3 separate regions of the Sus scrofa genome follow, and all the other regions are linked to region 1. The links are chromatin contacts, called in public HiChIP or PLAC-seq maps. All regions are on one chromosome and are shown on one strand. The core of a region is the stretch at or near the end of the contact, and the rest is flanking DNA. Distances in the headings are between cores, read along the strand shown.

Evidence for each region. HiChIP or PLAC-seq counts read pairs in DNA pulled down with a chosen protein or histone mark.
Region 2: a contact with region 1 is called in an H3K27ac HiChIP or PLAC-seq map of skeletal muscle. The contact joins the promoter of MYL1 here to the promoter of ACADL in region 1. A contact is called at or near these places in 1 of 5 promoter capture datasets (fetal liver), 6 of 47 Hi-C or Micro-C datasets (embryonic fibroblasts, epiblast stem cells, heart right ventricle and 2 more) and 1 of 2 datasets of contacts at active chromatin or transcription factors (skeletal muscle).
Region 3: a contact with region 1 is called in an H3K27ac HiChIP or PLAC-seq map of alveolar macrophages. The contact joins the promoter of KANSL1L here to the promoter of ACADL in region 1. A contact is called at or near these places in 2 of 47 Hi-C or Micro-C datasets (liver and skeletal muscle) and 2 of 2 datasets of contacts at active chromatin or transcription factors (alveolar macrophages and skeletal muscle).

The regions. Positions count from the first base shown.
Region 1 is chr15:112,967,444-112,971,065 of Sscrofa11.1, reverse strand. ACADL (acyl-CoA dehydrogenase, long chain) reads left to right here and starts at 1,685. Exons shown (of 11, transcript NM_213897.1): 1 at 1,685-1,761. The coding sequence starts at 1,685.
Region 2 is chr15:113,049,709-113,053,330 of Sscrofa11.1, reverse strand. MYL1 (myosin light chain 1) reads left to right here and starts at 2,016. Exons shown (of 7, transcript NM_214374.2): 1 at 2,016-2,088; 2 at 2,816-2,840. The coding sequence starts at 2,086. The region is part of intron 1 of LOC102160916 (a long non-coding RNA gene); the gene reads right to left.
Region 3 is chr15:112,900,170-112,903,791 of Sscrofa11.1, reverse strand. KANSL1L (KAT8 regulatory NSL complex subunit 1-like protein) reads left to right here and starts at 1,566. Exons shown (of 16, transcript XM_005672154.3): 1 at 1,566-3,622.

The DNA.
Region 1 (3,622 bases), core at 436-2,935:
ATGACAAGGAGAACTTTATCATTCAAAGAGGTATGACAAGAATCCAAACCAATTATTCAGTATTTTCATATTTGAAAAAAAGCTTATCTATCATTAGTGGGTGTATGAAAAGCAGCACAGTAAATCATTAAGCACATAGATAATGTCTTCCTGTCTCTTTAAGTATGAGGAAATTATAATGAGACCCATCTCTGTATAAACCACTGATCACGTCCTCTAGAATTAGAGTGGTGGGTTTTCTTATGTTATTCTACTTTCCAAGGATATTGGCAATAATTCTTTTTTCTCTGTCTTTTTTTTTTGAAGTTGTTTTTATATTATAGCTGATTTACAATGTTCTGTCAATTTCTGCTGTACAGCAAAGTGGCCCAGTCATACATATATTATACATTCTTTTTCTCACATTATCCAGGATCTCATTGCTTATTCACTCCAAATGCAATAGTTTGCATCTACTAACCTTTTGATAGTAATTCTTAAAGTCTTCAAGTAAAGAAACCTTGCCTCTGTTATCTACACTTGTGCTATCCTTGTGCTCCTTGGAGATTAGAAACATAGTCACCCACACAATTTGATCTGAGGCAAAGCAAAGGCCTGCTTGCCCCAACTAGTTCCTCCAGATAGTTCTGCATCAGCACCAGGACATTCATTCATAGTGACAGCTAAATGAATTTACCTGATCTTTTCAGATCTTCATTTGAAATACCATTATTAGAGTCCTTGAATTAGGGGAAAAAATTAATTTTCTGTTAATTGATTATAAATGTCATTTTTAAAACACCATAACCTGAAAAGGATTGTGAGTACGTGGGTGGAGGAGAATAAAAACAGCTAACACAGCCCCTGCCATGGCTCCCTGTCATGGCTCAGTGGTTAACGAACCCCACTAGTATCCATGAGGACACCTGGCCTTGCTCAGCGGGTTAAGGACCCGGCATTGCCGTGAGCTGTGGTGTAGGTCACAAATGCAGCTTGGATCCAACATTGCTGTGTTGTAGGCCCGCAGCTACCGCTCCAATTCGACCCCTAGCCTGGGATCCTCCATACGCCAGGAGTGCAGCCCTAAAAAGAAAAAAAACAAAGAAACAGCTAACACGTGTTACATGAGGAGGCTTCTGCATCGACATCCCAACCTGGTCTGGGAGCTGAGATCCCCACATCAGCCACTGCAAAGAAATAAAATAGTTAAGAAAGAAAAGAAAACACTGCTTGCATAGTCTTATATGTTAAGTAAGCTAATTTCCAATGTTAAAAACAAACAAACACACAAACTTTATGTAACTATGACTTTGTGGGTCCATTTTTGAGCCTCCATGGCTTACAGAGTTTCTCAAAGCTGTTCAGGAAGCCAAAGAAAACAACTGCTTAGATAAAACAGAACACTGCAGGGAACTTAACAGTTTTACTTTTAGAATCTTTTCATTGGTAAGTTTCTGCAGAGGGGCGTGTCACAAAAAACCGTCCGCAGTCTCGCGCAGGGTAGCTGAGGATCGCTGCCCAAGGCGTTCTGGTCTAGAAGGGTACGCCGGCCTCGTTTACTTGGGCGGCTGTGCGAGGTTTTTTGGGGTGTGACTGCAAGGAGGAAGGCCCCAGGGACATCCCGCTGTCCCAGCGCCTCGCCCCGCACACAGGGAGTCACCGAGGAGACGCGCCATCGCCCAAGTTGCCTTTCGCTGTCGCAGCCATGGCCACACGACTCCTCCGTGGATCTCTGCGCTTGTGGGGCGGCCTCTGTGCTCCGCGCCTACCGACGGCCTCGAGGTTAGTGCCCGCCCTGCTCTATCTGTGCAGCAGGGAGGCTGCAGGGCCGCGCGGCGACACGCACACTCCATTCCTGGGGCTCGAAACCAGTCGCCCAGAGCTTGAACTGAGCCTTGGGGCGTAGGAGGGTAGGAGAAGCAGCTGGGCTTTGCCGGGAGGCTTCCGGAACAGTGATCATACCCCCTGCGGCGAGAGCGGAGCTCTGCCACTGCAGCCTCACCGCCTGGGGAGTCGAAAGGGTGTGGGGGCGGGGGGATTGCCAACCCTTTCTGGCCTGGGTTCAGCCTGTTTGGTTTCATGGTCTACGGAGGACACCGGGAGTCTGTATTTTGAAGAGTTTCTGAGAGGCGATGTTGGGGAGTCACCTCTTGGGCACCACGACCTTTGGTCCAGTTGGAACTGTGGCAGAAGGCACCGCCCCATAGTGAACTTGGGAGTGGGACTCCCGCAGCCTCCACCCTTTGCAGGGACGCCTGGAGAAGACACTCCTGGACAGCAGCAAAGACCTGATAACGGCTCCATCACATAAGGGAATTAACTGGAGATCTGACAGATCTTTTAATTAATTAAATGCGGAGGAAGTAATAGGGTTCCTAAGTGGGTCGGTGATATTATGGTAATATTTATAAGATCAAAAGCGTCCCCTACCGTATAACACCTAAAATCCTGTCATTAGATAAACAAATTGGAAGCACTGGGGATTCTCTAATGAGAGTGACAGGAAGGTTCGATTAGTTCATTGCAGCACTCTAAGATGCTTTGGAAACAAAATTCCTCCTGTTGTGGAGGAAGGCTGGGAAGGCATCACTGAGGAGTGAGGACGTTGGGACACACATACTTTTCTAAGCTCAGTCCCAGAACTTCATAAGACGGTGAAGGTGAGACTTTTGGGTATCAGGAATATTTTGTGCTCTTAAAATTAGAGGTCCTCAAAGATCTTTTATTTATGTGGGTTTTATCTGTGGATGATATCAGTATTATACATACCTACAACACTTGGAAATACATTTAGTTCATGTAAAGTAACTCATTATATGTTAAATAACATTTTTATGGAAAAATAACTTTTCCCCAAAAAGTAAGAAAAGTGACATTGTTTTACACTTTTGTAGATCCCTTAATGTCTGGCTTAATAGGCAACAGCCCGATTCTAAGATTTGCTTCTGCATTGTCTGTTGTGACAAGTAGTTTAAATATAGGAAGAATATTGGCAAAAGGACCTGAGGGACCCTCTGAATGGGTCAAGGAGTACAGTTTTATTTTAACAGACTTCTTAAACTTTAATGTACATATGAATCACTTAGGACTGCTACTACTAAAATAAAGTTGATCCTTGAACAGCACATATTTGAATTCTGTGGGTCCACTTATGTAAATTTTTTTCAGTAGTAAATTCTGCAGTACTACACAATTCACAGTGGGTTGAATCCAAGGATGCAGAACTGTGCTCTGGGGAACTCACAAATACGGAGGGCTATATATTATATATATATGGGGGACTGTAGGTTATACAAGGAGTTTTGATTGTGCTGAGGTTCAACAGGTCCCTAACACCTGTGTCCTTCAAGCATTAGAGGCACAGATGGATTCAATAGACCTGGAAGGAGGCCTGAGATTGTGTATATATAACCAGCTCCCACGTGTTGCCTAAAGGTGCTGGTGGAGTCAAGCTCCCTTTTATAATGTAAGTAGGCTTAAAATAATAATAATAGAGTCTAACCTGTTAGATCAGTAGCAGTTTAATGCTTTAGGAAGACAATGGCTAATTTATAAAGTCAGTACAGATTTCTTGGTTTTTATTGGGAGAAAAAGGGCCTATTTATTTAGTACAGGTTCCTTGGTCTTTGGAAAATGGATGTTC
Region 2 (3,622 bases), core at 767-3,266, 82 kb before region 1:
TAAGCATAAAAAAACTAAACTTCCACTCTATGTGATTAAAAATGTAGAGAAAAACTGGCATGAAATAGTTTGACAACTGCCTCAATTCTATTTTAATAATAATAAAGCTTTAACATCCAAGTGGTTATGAATAACATATTTATAATAAAAATAAAACTATTAAAATGACTTTCCAGTTTACTCAACAGATTTTACACAAACTGACTGTATTTTATATTTATTCAAGGACACATATTTCTACCTGAAAAAAAAAATGAAAATGAGCATTGTACAGGGCATATGATAGGCATTATGTAGGGCAACTTTGATGAGTTTTTGGTATTACCTACAGTTATTTACTAAAGATACATGCCAGTACTCAATATTAATCATAGGGCAATTCAAACTTATTGACACAATACATAAATAAAAATAAAAGACTAAAAAGAACACAAAGAAACATAGTCTGCTCTAATGGCTCTAATATATCAAAAATCATGAAACTCCAATTACACAATTATCAAGGTGACAAATTTCCACCTTTATTTCTCACTTTCATTTCCCCCTAATGATTCAAAGGGTTCAAATTTTTTCTCTTAACTTCCATTTCCCAACAGCCTCTCAAAATGGCAATCTGTTCATGAAGATATGTCTACCTGGGCTCTAATATTTTTAAATTATATTTTTAATCCCCATTTTGGGACTCAGACTCTATGAAATTTTTTTTGTTACTTGTAAACTTTGGATGAAAAATTATACTCATTTAAATGTTGATTTTTTTTCCAAATGGCTTGAGGGAAAGCTTCAAAATACAAAACTGTCTATCAGAAGGAGACTACACTTTTTGTGACCATTCCCTTAAAAGCAGTTGCTGAAACAGTGCATAAATTTGAATTTGTCTCCAACATTCTTTATGCTTTGAACTCCTTTAAACATGTAGAAAACTGATAAACAAGTCTGAACTTTAGTGGACATCTTAAACTGATCTTTTCCCAGTGCCATTCTAAGAAGGGAATTGCCCTCTATTATCAGGTAAGCTGCCATGAAAATTTACTACCAGCCAATCCCTCAGATACCTTTAAAATTCTAAAGTACAACTTTGCATTTCACATCCTCTGCTTTGGATTCTTTTAGTTCTCAGTCTGGAGATGAAGCCATAAAAATGTTTGACATGGCAGAGAGGAAATCAGGTCATTCTAGTAAGAACATAAGCAACATTTTTAAATTTTAAAAGAATATATGTATAGAATGAAAGTAAAAGAACACAAAAATGATCTATCAGCTCTCCTTCCTAGAACTTCATAAATTCAAAAAATATGACTAGTTAGCCACCATAAAGATAATGGAAGGAAAGCAAATACTCACCCCTAACATAAAAAACAAACTAAAGGAGATTGGTGAAAATGGAGATTAAAACCATTCCTAGCTTAAACTCTATACTCCTGAGAATACAACTTGCAAAATAATGGTCCTTAATTGGAGATTTCACAAACTGACCAGATTTTCACTGGAGTGGACCCTAAGAAACATACAGAATATGCATGGCCCTTTTAAGTCCTCTGAACTTTACCACAAGGGACAGAGCTTCAGAAGGCATTCCTTCTGTAAATGTTGCCATTTGAAATCCTAAACCAGTCCTACACAAAAAGTCTCATTACTACCAAAATTGCTAACTTGAAGTTTGCCAAGTCCATAATTAACCAAGAGAAGAGGTCAGCTCAAGTCTTTAGAGAAATTCTAAGCTCCTTTGCCACTGAACACATAAGGAGCTTCTTAAAGGAAGACAGTCCAAGAGAACTTCTCAGGGATAAAGACCATAAAAGTACTGATAGGCATTGGTCTCACTATGGCTGTCCACTCCTAGGTTCTGATTTCCTAAAAATAGACCTCAGGGTACAGATCCCTCTTTCCCTTTGCCCTAAGAAAGCTAAAGAACTCTCCAAGGGGTGTGGCTACCTCTCTCTGAAATCTGATGCTAGTTATGAAGTCAGAGCTTCTCCAGAAATAAAAGGGAGCCTCAGCAAGGGAGGCCCCCCACTCAGGGATTGGATCAGCCCTCAACTCACTCTTCAGCTTCGCCGCTGTTTGCAGCCCAGCAGTTTCATCATGGTGGGTCCTATGAGAAAAACTGTAACTTACAGAAAGATACAGATAGTGGGTAGGAATAAAACTGAGGAGAGAACATATTCAGTATGAATCTGTAGAATCTATTCTGGGGCTTTGCTGAGGTGGGTTAAGAATAGAAGAAATTAATTCAAGCTATTACTTCAACTAGAAAAATACATCTTATTCCCAAAAGCATATTTTATGCTTCACCAACTTTGCTATATCACATAAGGTTTATTATATCTAAATTTAGGGGAAAAAAAACCTTCAACTATAGCAAAATAGTATACCTTAGAAAACAATCCAATGGTGCCAATAACTAAAATTAAGTAAACTACTTCCAATGCATTGGGTAAAAATGTACTGGTTAAAAAGAAGAAAGATTTAAAATGATCTTTTTAATGCAGTCTATATGAACTTCTTAGTAAGTATATCTTTATTAGATATATCTTAAATACACCATAGATTATTATATTTTTCCAGAAAGAATCTGATTTAGCATTTGTTAAATCATTGACTCGTGTATTAAGATGCAGAGAGATGTTCCCTAACTATCTTGTGCAGTAGCTTTTTATTTTTCCTAGACTCAAAAATGTCCTAAGGCAACTCTTATTCTATGACACCTACATGGCTTCCTAAACATCTTGAAGCAAAAAGCACTCTCTTCTGTCAATGCATTTGAAAGAGTACTAGTTGTTTCTTTCTTTCTTCCTCTCTCTCGCCACTGCAGTCCTTCAGTGCTGACCAGATTGCTGGTAAGTGAATCAAGCTTCTCTATTACAGATGTAGGCAGAGAACTGCTTAGTTTCTGAAATATCACTCATCTCCAAGGCATGTTACTGTGTGGCTCAACCTATTAGTATCCAAGCTATGCCTGAATTCTGAAAAGTAAGCATACTTTTTGAGCTTACTTTGAAGATTACTCAGGGAATGAGCTTGGATACATTTAAAAACCAGGACATTTTTGTTTGGTTAAAATATTCTTTGTGGTTAATTTCTTTCTAACAGATCGAGTTCTCTAAGGAACAGCAGGATGGTAAGTTTAAACGACATAGTTTTTAAATGTGCACACTTATAAAGATGGCATGTGAGAAAACCAACTCCTCTGAGATGAGATTAGCTCTTTCTAATTATCCCCACTGGTGTTGCCACTCTAAATATAAATGCTCTCAATCACTCTAAATATAAAGTCTCTCAATGTGAACTTTTTGCTTATAATCAGTAACGAAAAATTTAAGCAAGCAAAAGCTAAATACCACAAAAGAATTCCTTATACTCACTGATTTCTTAATAAAACCAATTTGATACAGTAAGTAATACTACCCGCTATATAACCCCCAAAATGATGTGGACTTAGGATGGTTAATTTGTCAACGAAATCCCTAAAGAGAGATTGGACATGTCTAAATTGTTCAGTGTAGAAAACAAAATTGATTACAAAACTGCTTAATTACCAAATCCACATATCAATGGGCACCACAGTAAGTTGAGAAAAATAGCGGATGAAGGGGATATAGAATAAAAGTGCATTCAGAGA
Region 3 (3,622 bases), core at 317-2,816, 67 kb after region 1:
TTACTTCAGTAGCTTCCTAGTCGGTCTCCCCACCTCTGCTCTTGGAAGCTGTTTCCATTCTTTCTCTAATTTCTTTTCTGTATAGAACAACCAATATAATTAAAAAAAAAAAAAAGTCAGGTCATATTACACCCCATCCTCATTCAGATGTTTAGTGGCATTATTTTGACTTATATAAGATGTCCATGGTTTGGACCCTGTTTGCCTTTCTGATCTTATTTCCTGTTACTCTCTCTGGTTCGTTTTGTTTGTAGTTTTTGTCCCACAAACACACCAAATTTATTTCCTGCATTAAAGCTTTGTATTAGTTGTTATTTTTCCTTGGAAAGCTCTTACCCCCAATCTTGGATGTGTTTTTGTATAAGGTCTGAGTTATGGGCTAAGGCTCAGGTTTTTGTGTATGAATGCCTTATTGTTCCAGAACCATTTGTTTGAAAAACAAAAAACAAAAACAAAAAACCTAAGGCTTTCTGCATTGAGTTGCCCTTATATCTTTGTCAGAAATCAAGTAACCATGTAGGCATAGGTCTATTTCAGAGCTCTTGCCTTTTTTTTTTTAACCAGTGACCCCACCCCCACTCCCACATGGAAGTTCCTAGGCCAGGGATCAGGTATGGAAATGGATCATATCCGCAATCTGAGCCACTCAGAGACAACCTCAGGTCTTTAACCCAGTGTACCACATTAGGAATTCCAGAGCTCTTTTTTTCCCATCAATCTATGAGTGCATCATTTTGCTAATCCACACTTATTTTGACTACTGTAAATATAGGTAATATGAATCCTTCAGCTTTTTCTTTTTCTTCTTTTAGCTATTTTAATTTCTTTCTTTTTTCATACAAATTTTTGAATCAGCTTGTTGATATTAGCAAAAATCCTGTGAAGATTTTGATTGGGATTGTGTTGAATCTGTAGATCAGTTTAAGGAGAATTAATGTTGTAACAGTATTGAATAACCAATGAAGATAATGTGTCACTCCATTTATTTAGATCTTCCTTGATTTTTTTCCCCATTGTCCCCCCCCCCCAACTGTGTAGATCCTACACTAATACAATCATTATGTTAAGCTATTGGAATTAATACTGTATTAAAAATATCTTTTCCTAGTTTTTTCTTTTCCAGTATCTAGAAATGTAAGTGATTTTTGTATCTTGACCTTATATCTGCTACCTTAGTAAACTCATTAGATCTAGGAGGTTTTTAATAGATCCCTTGGGATAGTCTGTGTATGAAATCATACATCTTTGAATAGACACAGTTTTCTTTTTACTTTCCAGATTTGCTTTTTGTTTTCCCCCTACTATCTCACTGGCTAGGACCTGCAGTGTGATAGTAAATAGGAGTGGTGAGAATAGACACCTTGCCTCAGTCCAAATCTTAAGTAAAAGCATTCAGTCTTTCATCATTAACTATGAAGTGCTCTGGGAATTTGTGTAGATACTCTTTATCAGGTTAAGAAATTTCCCTCCTTTTCCTAATTTGATGCTTCCCCCGCCCAATTATGAACAGATATTGCATTTTGTCAGATGCTCTGTGTGTGTGTGTCTTTTTTTTTTTTTTTTTTTTTTTTTTTTTTTTTTTTTTAAGGGCTGTACCCGGGGCATATGGAAGTTCGCAGGCTAAGGGTTGAATTGGAGCTGTAGCTTCTGGCCTACACCGCAACCATAGCAACGTGGGACCCAAGCCACATCTGCAACCTACACCACAGCTCACAGTAATGCCAGATCCTTAACCCACTGAGTGAGGTCTGGAATTGAACCCTCATCCTCATGGATACTAGTTGGGTTTGTAACCCCTGAGCTACAGTGGAACTCCTGTCAGATGCTTTTTATTCAATTTTTTTTCCTTTAGTCTTTTGAATGGTGAATTTCAATGATGGATTTTTTTTTTTTTTTTTTTCCTTTGTAGGGCCATAACCGAGGCATATGGAAGTTCCCAGGCCAGGGGTCGAATCGGAGCTACAGCTGCTGGCCTACACCACAGCAACTCAGGATTTGAGCCATGTCTGCGACCTACTCCACAGCTCACGGGAATGCCGGATCCCCAACCCACTGAGCAAGGCCAGGGATTGAACCCTCATCCTTGCATTCATGGAATAAGCCACTATTGGTTGTGACATACTCTTTTAATATATTGCTATGTTTGTAACATTTATTTTAATAGAAATAACTGAAATAGGTTTTGTTACTACTTATTACTACTTAAATCCTGGAATACCTTTAAAAATCGTGACTCACTTGTTTGTTTTAATTCAGTCAACAATTATTTGACAATTATGTGCCAGATATTGTCTTAAGTGCTGGGGATTGGAACACTGAACAAAACTGAGTTCTGCCCTTTAACTGTACCCCTTTCTATAATGTAATGAAATGTCAGGTAGTGATTAGTGTTCTGAGGAAGAATAAAGCAGTGTAGGGGAATAGAGAACCATGAATTGAGAGGCTAAAGCTGTTTTAAATAATTAGTCAATGCAGGATTCTCTGAGAAGATGACTCTAGAGCAGAAACATGAATGACGTGAGAGAGCCAGCCATCTTACTTGTGGAAAATTGTTCCAGGCTGAGAGAATTGCAAACACAAATTCCCTGAAACAAGGACTTGTTTGGTGTGTTTCAGAATAGCACAGAGGCTAGTGTTTCTGGACTGTAGTAATCCATGGAGAACGTGTAGGAGGCGAAGTAGTCAGGGACGTGATAGTGTAGAACTCTGTAGGTTATTGTAAGGACAACTTTGGATTTTATTCTGAATGTAATGGCGACCACTGATTTTTCACCAAATATTTACTGAGTATTTGGTATATATCAGATACTTTTGCATGTTGACTTTATTAAAAAAATAATAAAATATCCAAACATTTGTAGATCTTAGAAATGTTGGCTATAAGTGTAGTTGTTTATGTATATGGAGGTAGTCAGAGTAGTAGAATTTAGAATAATCAGTAAACATTGTTATACCCAATGACTACATATTTAAGTAATGTAGAAAATGGGAATAAATGCACTTATGTTTTATGCTAAAACTGTACGTATATAATTTAGCCTTTTTTTTTTTACATTATAGGAGACAGCTATTTTCATGAGTTTCTTTGGGTTGCAAAGTCAAGAGAATTTCAGATTAGGTTTTTTAATGTTAATTTTAATCAAGTCCAGTATACCAATTGTTCTCTTTTCTTTCCTTTTCTTTTTTTGGCTGTGCCCACAGCATGTGGAAATCCAGTATACCAATTCTTTTCTTTTTTTAGCTGCGCCCACGGCATGTGGAAATTCCCAGGCCAATGACCCAAGCTCCTGCAGTGACAATGCCAGATCCTTAACTTGCTGCACCCAAGGGAACTCCCAGGTTAGGATTTTTTTTTTTTAAATAAGGATGTACTTGGTAGTAGGATATAGAAAAATCTCATGGAAATCCTAGAATAGGAATTTTGGTATGGCTGGGCCTTTCAGAGTCCAGAACCTCAAAATCTTTATACTCAAATATATTAGTTATCTATTGCTATGTGACACATTACTCCAAGAAATTAATGGCTTAAAGCATTTGTTTCAGTTTCTTTGAGTCAGGAATCTAGGCATGGTTTAGCTGATTGCTTCTGGCTCAAGGTTTCTCAGAAGGGTGCGGACAAGGT